Regions from separate parts of the Rattus norvegicus genome. Here region 1 is linked to region 2. Evidence: chromatin contacts called from public Hi-C data. All regions are on one chromosome and are shown on one strand. The core of a region is the stretch at or near the end of the contact, and the rest is flanking DNA. Distances in the headings are between cores, read along the strand shown.

Evidence for each region. Hi-C and Micro-C count contacts between places; a contact is called where the count stands out from the background.
Region 1: a Hi-C map of kidney shows a contact between it and region 2, with 5 times the contacts expected there. The contact joins two enhancer-like sites. A contact is called at or near these places in 4 of 12 Hi-C or Micro-C datasets (the A7r5 cell line, Schwann cells, kidney and 1 more).

Annotation. Positions count from the first base shown.
Region 1 is chr17:86,324,527-86,328,916 of GRCr8, reverse strand. No RefSeq gene overlaps it. Among named protein-coding and RNA genes, the nearest start is that of Spag6, 65 kb to the right of the region's middle. Within about 2 kb of position 2,731, at least 86 of the 93 cell types and tissues checked have an H3K27ac peak or open chromatin away from gene starts, as enhancers often do. A contact at or near this core is called in the A7r5 cell line and kidney, where this site is marked.
Region 2 is chr17:85,693,906-85,697,846 of GRCr8, reverse strand. It overlaps LOC108353137 (a long non-coding RNA gene), which reads right to left. Exons shown (of 3, transcript XR_010059276.1): 1 at 1-3,941. Among named protein-coding and RNA genes, the nearest start is that of Skida1, 19 kb to the left of the region's middle. Within about 2 kb of position 2,601, at least 68 of the 93 cell types and tissues checked have an H3K27ac peak or open chromatin away from gene starts, as enhancers often do. A contact at or near this core is called in the A7r5 cell line and kidney, where this site is marked.

The sequences.
Region 1 (4,390 bases), core at 1,482-3,981, 630 kb before region 2:
CATTGACTGCTTTCTAAAAAATTTCCCAGAAGTCTGTGCTAGTGGTGCACGCCTGTAATCCCAGCACCTCGGGGCTAAGGCAGAGGGGTTGCTGCGAATTTGAGTCCAGGCTGAGCTTCCCCGTGAGACTCTGTCAAGAGACAGAGACCTAGAGAGGGAGAGGAGAGAGAAAGAAAGAGGAAGGGAGAATGAGGGAGAGAAGGAAATAAAATCAATCTTAAGGGCATCTATTTTTACATGCTACATGTTGCTGTTCTCTGCATTATGTTTGTGGTGAATTGTATAAAGTTGACTGTGATCCAAGTTTAGGTGGAAAAAAAAAACCATTCTTGCAGAAGAGTAGAAGTAGACTAGATAATAATTATTTTCATTCACACAACAACCACTGGGAAAAAACAAGGAGAAAAGGACTTTATAAAAAAGAAAGCTTGAAAAAGTAATTATTTGCTAACAGTTGGCTTCTTAAATGGCTATTTTTCTTTAAGTTTTATTTCGTCACATTTTATTTCATATATTTTTATTCTGAATGAGTTGAAGGACAGGAAATAGGAAAAAAAAAACTAGTGAAGAGGTCCAGGTGGTAAAGAAGGCTGATGACACATTAATGATTAAAACAGGGGAAAGGCACAGGGATAGTGGAAGACTGTCGGAGAGCAGGGACACTTTTGTCTGTTCACTGCTGTACCTGGCACCTGTACCAGTGCCTGACACTGTTGGATGTTCACTGGTTAAATAGTTCACTAGTTAAACACCCTTGAAAGCATGACCTCAAAAGATGTCTCCAGGGTTCCGTACTAGGATGCCATAATTGCCAGAATGACTGTAACATTAATCCATGGAATCTTAAACTTATTTCTTATGAAGAGCTTCCCCACCTCTACTGTGACCAGACTTACAAGTCTGTCCAGCCAAGGCGCAGACTTTTCCTAACCAAAACTTCCAGAGAAATACAAATTGATCCAGGAAAACTCCTTGGGGGGATAGCTGGCTATTCTGAGATTCTGCGGTCCCATTTCAGTACTCCAGGTCATTTTCCTCTAAGCTAAAGGAGGTTCATCCAGTTTTCATCCGAAGCACCGTCCAGGTGTGTCTTTAATAGTGTATAATTCCATCTGGGCACTCTTCAAAGTCCCGCAGCAGCGGGCCATGAATGCTATGACATTTACACATACTGGGAGGGGGGCGGGGCGGGGATCTGTGACTGGAGATCTGTAATTGAAGAACAATGTGGACTTTCATTTTCCTTATACACGTTAGGTGAATTCACATCACAGTACCAGTCCCTAGAAAGGAAGGCAGCACAGAGGAGAGAACTCTTTTTTTTCCTCTGAAAAATGAAATGGCAATCTGGCTTCCTCTTAGCTATTCCTTATGAGTTCTTGAGTCTAAATAAATAAATAAATAAATAAATAAATAAATAAATAAATAAATGCGAGTTGAGAACAGTTTTCCTTGTGTCCTGTGATGTGTTTATCCTCAACTCAGGACCTTGAAGTGATGCCTTTTATTTGCTGATTCAGCAAATATCTGCAACGCTCCCAGTATATTGTCAGTATATTGTTTCAGAGGAAACAGTGAACTCCTGGTTTGTTGTTTTTCGTTGTTGTTTGTTTTGTTTTGTTTTTCATACACTTACAGGAAGGAGAGAAAGCAATAAGCAAATATGTAAACTATAGAATGTTAGCAAAAGGTTTAAAATGTCACGGCTGTGGGAGGAAATTGGCAAGACAAGAAGCTCTAAGGCCGAACTCGAGTTCACATCTTGCCTTGCTAGTATTATTTATTTGCTATTACTTGTTTGTTTTCTCATTCCTGACCCGTTGTATGCGCAAACAGATGCCTTCCCTGATGACTTCTTAGACCCAACTTCTTCCCACGTTCCCTTTGGATAGTCTTAAATCATAGGTAGGACCCCAAACCTAATTCTAACGCAGGTCAGTCTCCCACCCTTACCCCCAGGCCCCAAGGCTCTCTCTGGTCACATTGCTTCTGCCAAGGGCTGTGCACCCCATCTGAGGAGGCCTCATAAATAAACTTGTTTATTTTCCTTTCTTTCCTTTTCTCCCCTTCCTTCCTTTTTATTTCTTTCCTTTTTTTTTTTCCTGACACAAGATGATGGTACAGGGAGCCAGAGCTTCCGATCATTTTGAGCACAAGAAAACAACAAAACCCAACGATCAAAACCCTAAAGCGGACAACGGCCGAGGGCTCGAATCTAAAGGAGAAGGTGACGCACAATCCAAACCCACGCCCCAGCTTTTTCCGTCTTGCAGCCCCGGGAAGGCCGCTGGGCCGCGGCTCGGCCGACAGACAAAGCGGCCCGCTGAGTCCGTGAACAGGCACAAAACGAAAGTCGGCCTCGGGGCCGGGAGGGAAGGCAGCGGAGGCGCCGCGGGCTCTGTCCCCACGCGCACCGACCCCCTTCTCCCGACGCCCTGCAAGCGGACGCCGCGCAGAACAAGGCCAGCTCCGTGCAGCGCGCGGCGGTGGCGCGGCCACCCTGCTCCCAGAGCCCAGTGGCAGCGGCGGGAAGGGCGCCCGCGGAGAGGCTCACAAGCCCGGGGCCCAGCGCCCCGCCGGGGACTAGCGCGGTCCGCGCGCGGAGGAGCACGGCGCCGGCGCGGAGGGAAACGCCGGTGTAGTGCGGCCAGCCCTGCACTTATAAGCCCGCGGCTCCGGGAGCTGCAGCCGTAGACCGAGCGCGGGGTGCTTATTGGTCAGCCTCCTGCCTTCTGTGAGCCTCGGGATCAGACATTTGCACTCCAGTGCCCCGGCGGCCGCCCAGCTGGAGCCCTTGGTGTCCGAGGCGGTCGCAGGGTGTCCCCGTGTGATGACTCCAGCATCGGGGAAGCCCTGGGCCTGGATTGCGTCCGAGGGTGACTGCGCCCACTTCCAGTGTCTGTTCCTCGTCACGACGTCCTTGGTCCCCTCTGTCCACTTAGGCTTGACAAGCAGGAGTTGCTTGGTGCTCCCTTCCCAAGCTGGAATGCTGTTCCGGTCAGGATGGTGAGGCGGAATGAGGCCCATGCAGGTAAAGTTGTCTAAAAGCACACCACACCCTCGAGAAGTGGCCCAGCATTAACTCGGTGTTAATACAGGTGACAACTCACACGGATCTAAAAGCATACCATGAGGAAAATCGCAGAAAAGACCGAGGCCAACTCGGGTCCATGACTATGAGGTTTACAAACTGTAAAGAGGGAAAGCATTTGCCTGGCCAGAAAATGAAAGTACACCGGAGGCTAAAAATAACTTTATATCTCAAAAGTACTGGTGGTTTCATCACAGCTGCCACAATCCACAGAACTGCAGACTGAAGGTACATGGAGTTCATTCTGTTCGAGCTATAAGCAAAATAACGTCCCCAAAAGTTGGCAGAGGTAGGGTGTGCACTTTGGGGGGAAGTTTTTTCTAGGGTAGGCGCCGGTAGGAGCATTATTTACTGCTTAGGAAATCTGAGCTTTAAGAGCACACAGTCTCAGAACTGAGTCCCCTAAAAGTTAGTGTACTAACAATAGAAAGAGTTTGTGCCTGGAGGACAATATGGCAATTTTGTTGTCTAAAGAACAACCCAGATTCTCTTAGCCCCACCAACCCTACCACCACCTCTGGTTTAGTATCCAGGGCTGGCCTTTCTGCAGATGGTCCCTCTCCTGGTCCCTCCCTGCCAAGTAACCCCCAACCATTGAGGGTGAGGGTTCCACATTGCTTCCTTATAGGGGGCTCTGACAGTGCCTCTATCTGCCCATGGCCCCAGCGCAAAGTTAGAACAGCAGGAGACAAACCTTCACAGAGGCGGGAAAACAATCACTGTGCAGTCTATCAGTTTCTACCACGGACACTCCCAAGGCCTGATGGGATTGCCTGGAAGCTGCGACTGAGTAGTCCGCTGTACTTTCTCTAACGCGCCACTTTGTATCTGTTTTCCTTTCTGTTTATCCTTGCTTTTCATGCCCTGGGATCCCATCTTTTCATCGAATCTCAGCACTTAAAACTGCCCTCGAGGTTAGCTTTTCTTTGGCAGTGTTTGGGTGTTACGTATACTTTCCTAAAGATTTCACAATCATAACAAAATTTTTTTTCTCGCTGTTTTGGCACCGGATGACTGTCTCTTTAAAGTGCTAGTTTAGGAAGCAGTCGGTTGAGATCCTTGCCAAATATTTGGGTTGGGAGGGAGATAAAAGTTTGGGCTTCTAGTTATTTGGTTTCCCTTGGTGTTTCCTCGTGCGAGTTAATTCCTACATCGTAGACTCTTACATGCTCTCAACATTTGGAAGTTTGAAAAGTTGAGATGCATGTTTGCGTAAAACAGGAAACACTTTCAATTGCAATTACAAAGCTGTTAATCTGCAGCTCTAATTACAAGTTTTTAGCTCATTTTCACAAAGCT
Region 2 (3,941 bases), core at 1,352-3,851:
AGGAGCCGGGCTCCATACCCGTTGCCTTCAGGGAACTGAGGATAAAGGCTCGAGTCCTCCACGAATTAAGTTGATTATTAATTTGGGCTGTTTGGAGCTGGTAACACTATAGGCGCCTTCGGCTTTGGGAATTGTCTCGGGGCGGGGACGCAAGCACGAATGACCCAGGATTGTGACTGGGAAAAGCGAGTGAGTGGAAGAGGTTTCCTGAGGGGGCAGGGGAGAGAGTTTCCTAGCCTAGCTTAGCTCTTCCCAGTTCCCAAATAAATTCTTAGATAACTAGTGTAAACACATTAGTATTATTAGATGGGTGAAACAGGGGGTTGGATGTGGGGGCATGTCAACTGAACCCCGCCCCGTGATACTTTCTTAGATAACAAATAAGTACGCTTACAATACGAAAATGGAAATGTTACATTCGACTGGACGAATTAATTTTTGACGGATTTACGGCATGATTTTCTTTCAGGAGGTATTCCTTGCTTTTTCCCCCTATCCACAGTGCTGTCCAAAGACAGAAATATAAACAAGCTCTCTGCCTTGCGGAAGCCCCTTAACAGTATCTCCCAAAGAAAGATCAAGACACTTTGTGAATTTTCCCCAGATAATGCCTCATATTCCGAATGACTGATCAGAGAACTCCGGTATTGTTCAATAAAACGAGAGGAAGGCGAGTGACGTGGGAGCCGAACAATGGCATTTCTGAATCAGTTTGCTTGATTGACATCTGGGAGCTTCATGACCGCAGGGAACAGGACTCATTTGCTGTGAATACACCAAAACTTCAACCGAGATTAGAACTCTAGATCCTGTTTTAATCCCATTTCAGCCTAAATTATAGTGGGAAAATATAAGATCCAAGAGAAGGGAATGACGCCAGCATACACTGGCCTAAAGTTTTAATTGTAGTAAAGGGGAAATTAAAATGTGAGGCTGAAGTCCTTTCCAACAGTTTCAGGACTAGTGCTGATAATTAAGCGGGGCGTAGAAGGGCAGGGTCTAAGAATATTTATGTGGTATAAAAAACTTCATGCTTACTTGGGGTGACACGTGTTTGGTGGAAGGTATCGGAGGAGGGTTTTCTTAACTTTGTACACACGAGAAAAACACCATAGCCCATTGGATTGGTTAAAAGGCAGGGCCATTAGCAAATTCATGGTGAGAAATCAGTAGACACTTTACAGCTAGAGTCTAAATAGCCATTGTTATTTGGAAGACCTTATTACTTTGGAGAGGATTTTTATATTAATGCCAAAAGTTGTGCTAACACTAAATTTAGCCCAGGAAACTGCAGTAGCTGTTTCTCCATTCATGTTGGAAAGGGGGAGTGTGTTGGGAAGTCCGTCTTAATAACAGAAAAGTGTGAGCTAACGCAGGTTGTGGGTTTGATCAGAGTCTGGTGTGTGGCAATCACTCTGTATAAAGTTTTTGATTCTTTAATGGGATTCATCTTTAAATCTCAGAAACTTAAAATGCTGAACGTCTTAGGGATCATGTGCTAGGCTGAGCCGACTGAGTGCGGACGGGGAGACAAAGCAGTAATAAGAAGTAGGCATATTCTTGTACTTTCGTAAATTACAGCACAGGGAAATGTAATCAGACATGAAAATAGGGCAAATTTATTACAAATAACGGGCCAGGAAGGGTTGCTCCATGATATAGCTCCTCGATCATTTTGAGGGGTGGGCTTTAATAAGAATCCTCCGTTGCATGGGAACTGGGAATCCTAAGAATTTTTGCATCAAGAAGGGACTAAAATTAATTATTAGAAGCTCAGTAATCACCAAATAAACTCGGAGCTTTGAGGTTAAAAAACAGACGACTATCTTCATGTTCAATTATACAGTATCAATTACTAATACAACCGATGTTTCAGCGTCTTGGCGCTACCAGATACCGTCTTCTATGGAGATACCTTGGTATTAATTAATGACTTCTTTATTCTCATTATTCACAAGGAAAAATAGGGGTCGTGTCACATTAAAATTAAGATTATCTTAGTTTATCTGGGCTCTTAAACAAAGATCATTCAAACTAATTATATTTCGAATTAACAGAGGTAAGGCAATTTATCGCTTAACTTTTTTTTTTGTTCAAAGACAGGAAAATAAAGATCAGAAATAAGCAGAGTTTCATTTTAAAGGCAGAAAGAAGCAAACATGTCCTGACTTTTGCAGTATTTCCCTTGCTAAAGGGGGAATGAAGGAACTGTAAAAGACGTGACTTTGCAAAGTCAAGTCCTTTTTAAAAGACTTGGATCGAAATTCTTGCTATGCAACAAGGATTCAAGTTTGATTAATTTTCTGCAAGCGACGTGACAGCGGTGTTTTAAAAGATTAATTAAAATTGAAGTGATACGGAGTAGGAATCCAACCTGCAGAGGCGTCCCTGGCGCCTTGGGGGAGCGGGGGGGAGGCTTTGCAAACCAGTCCCAAGCCCGAACTACCGGCTTTCCCGAGCCTGGGACGCAATTCCCCGTCTCCTGGAGAGGAACGCGGAATTTGGCAGGGCGCCCGTCTGGCCGCCTGGCATACCGAGCTGGCCGCCAGCTCTCGGGGGTGGGGATGGGGTGTGTCCCCCGGAACCCGCTGCGGAGAGAAGTGCTAGCGCGCCTTTAGACCAGCCAGTGAGGACCTGGGTCAAGCCAAGAGGCGGGAGGGGGCTCCCGTAAGCCTGGAGCTGACAGCCACAGGCCGAGCTGCTACTCCAGCGGCTGCACCTACTTGGTGACACCCTGCTGGTGCGGAACCCTCCCCCAACCCGGCCGAGCGCAAATGAGCTGGAGTGCAAAGAGTGAGGATGGCAGTCTGCGGAGATTCGTGCACAGGGCCGAGGCTGGGGAGAGCTCTGCCACGCTACGGCTGCTGGGCCCAGGTTCTGGGCCTGGATGAGTGGTGCTGCCTGGTCACCTCGGACTCGGGACCTGTAGTAGCCCTTCACTGTGCAGTTGCCCTCCCCTCCCCCGCAGTTTCCCGCTCTAGCTCCCCTCCCCCACCCTACATCCTGCTCCCCTCGCTTTACTCCGCGACGCCTTCAGCCGAGTAAGAAATTAAGCCGAACACAATTGTAACTGTACTCAGGGAGACACAATCGCCCAAGCCCTTGGGGTCACGCGCGGCAGAGGGGCGACGCGGGTGGCGCCGCCGAGGGTGGGGTGGAGAGAGCGTTCGTTTGCAATCAGACTCCTGGGCGCGACATACAATGTCCCATTCTCCCCTCTGGGGCTCTGGGGTCCTCAGGAAGAGGGGTTGCGACGGGACTTGCTGCCGCGACCGTGCGCCCGAGGTCCGAGTATGCCCTCGGTGACCTGCGGCGGGCGCTGTGGGTTCAGGCCCAAACGAGTCCCAGGGGCTTCTCCGCGCCTGGAAGTAGACGTGGTCTCTCTAGCCCCTGGCGTCAGTCTTTACCCTTCCTCTTCCTGGAGACCCGGGAGGCGGCGACGTGGAAAGAGAGGCGGGAAAGCCCACACGGAGCTGCCCAAGTCAAGGGGCGGTGGGGCTAAGGGGACTCTAAGGGCGAGAACTGCGGGTCGGAAGCCCGGCGACAATCCCTTCCCCTCCACGTGCAGCGAGGGCACCTCCTCCCCGGGGAACCCACCCAGCCGCTCCCAACCTGGAGAACAAAGGGTCTGGGAAGCACGGTCGGGGTCGGAGAGCGGAGGTGGAGGGACGCAGGAAGGCGGTGGGGGCAGGGGAGGGCTTCTGCTTGCACTTCCTCTCTGGGCCGAAAGACGGAAGGCTGCACGCAGCTAGCGCCTTGTGGAGGCTGTTTCTCTATCCAGAAGGGCTCGGGATCCTTACCTAGCGGCCGCACTCGCGCCCTTCCTCCCCCTAGGGTCCCCACCCCCTCCGGGGACGAAGGCCTGGAGGCCGAGGAGCTCGCTGTGCCCCGGCGCGGGAGGAACCGCGAGGCAGCAGCGCCCCCTGCAGGTGCCAGGCGTC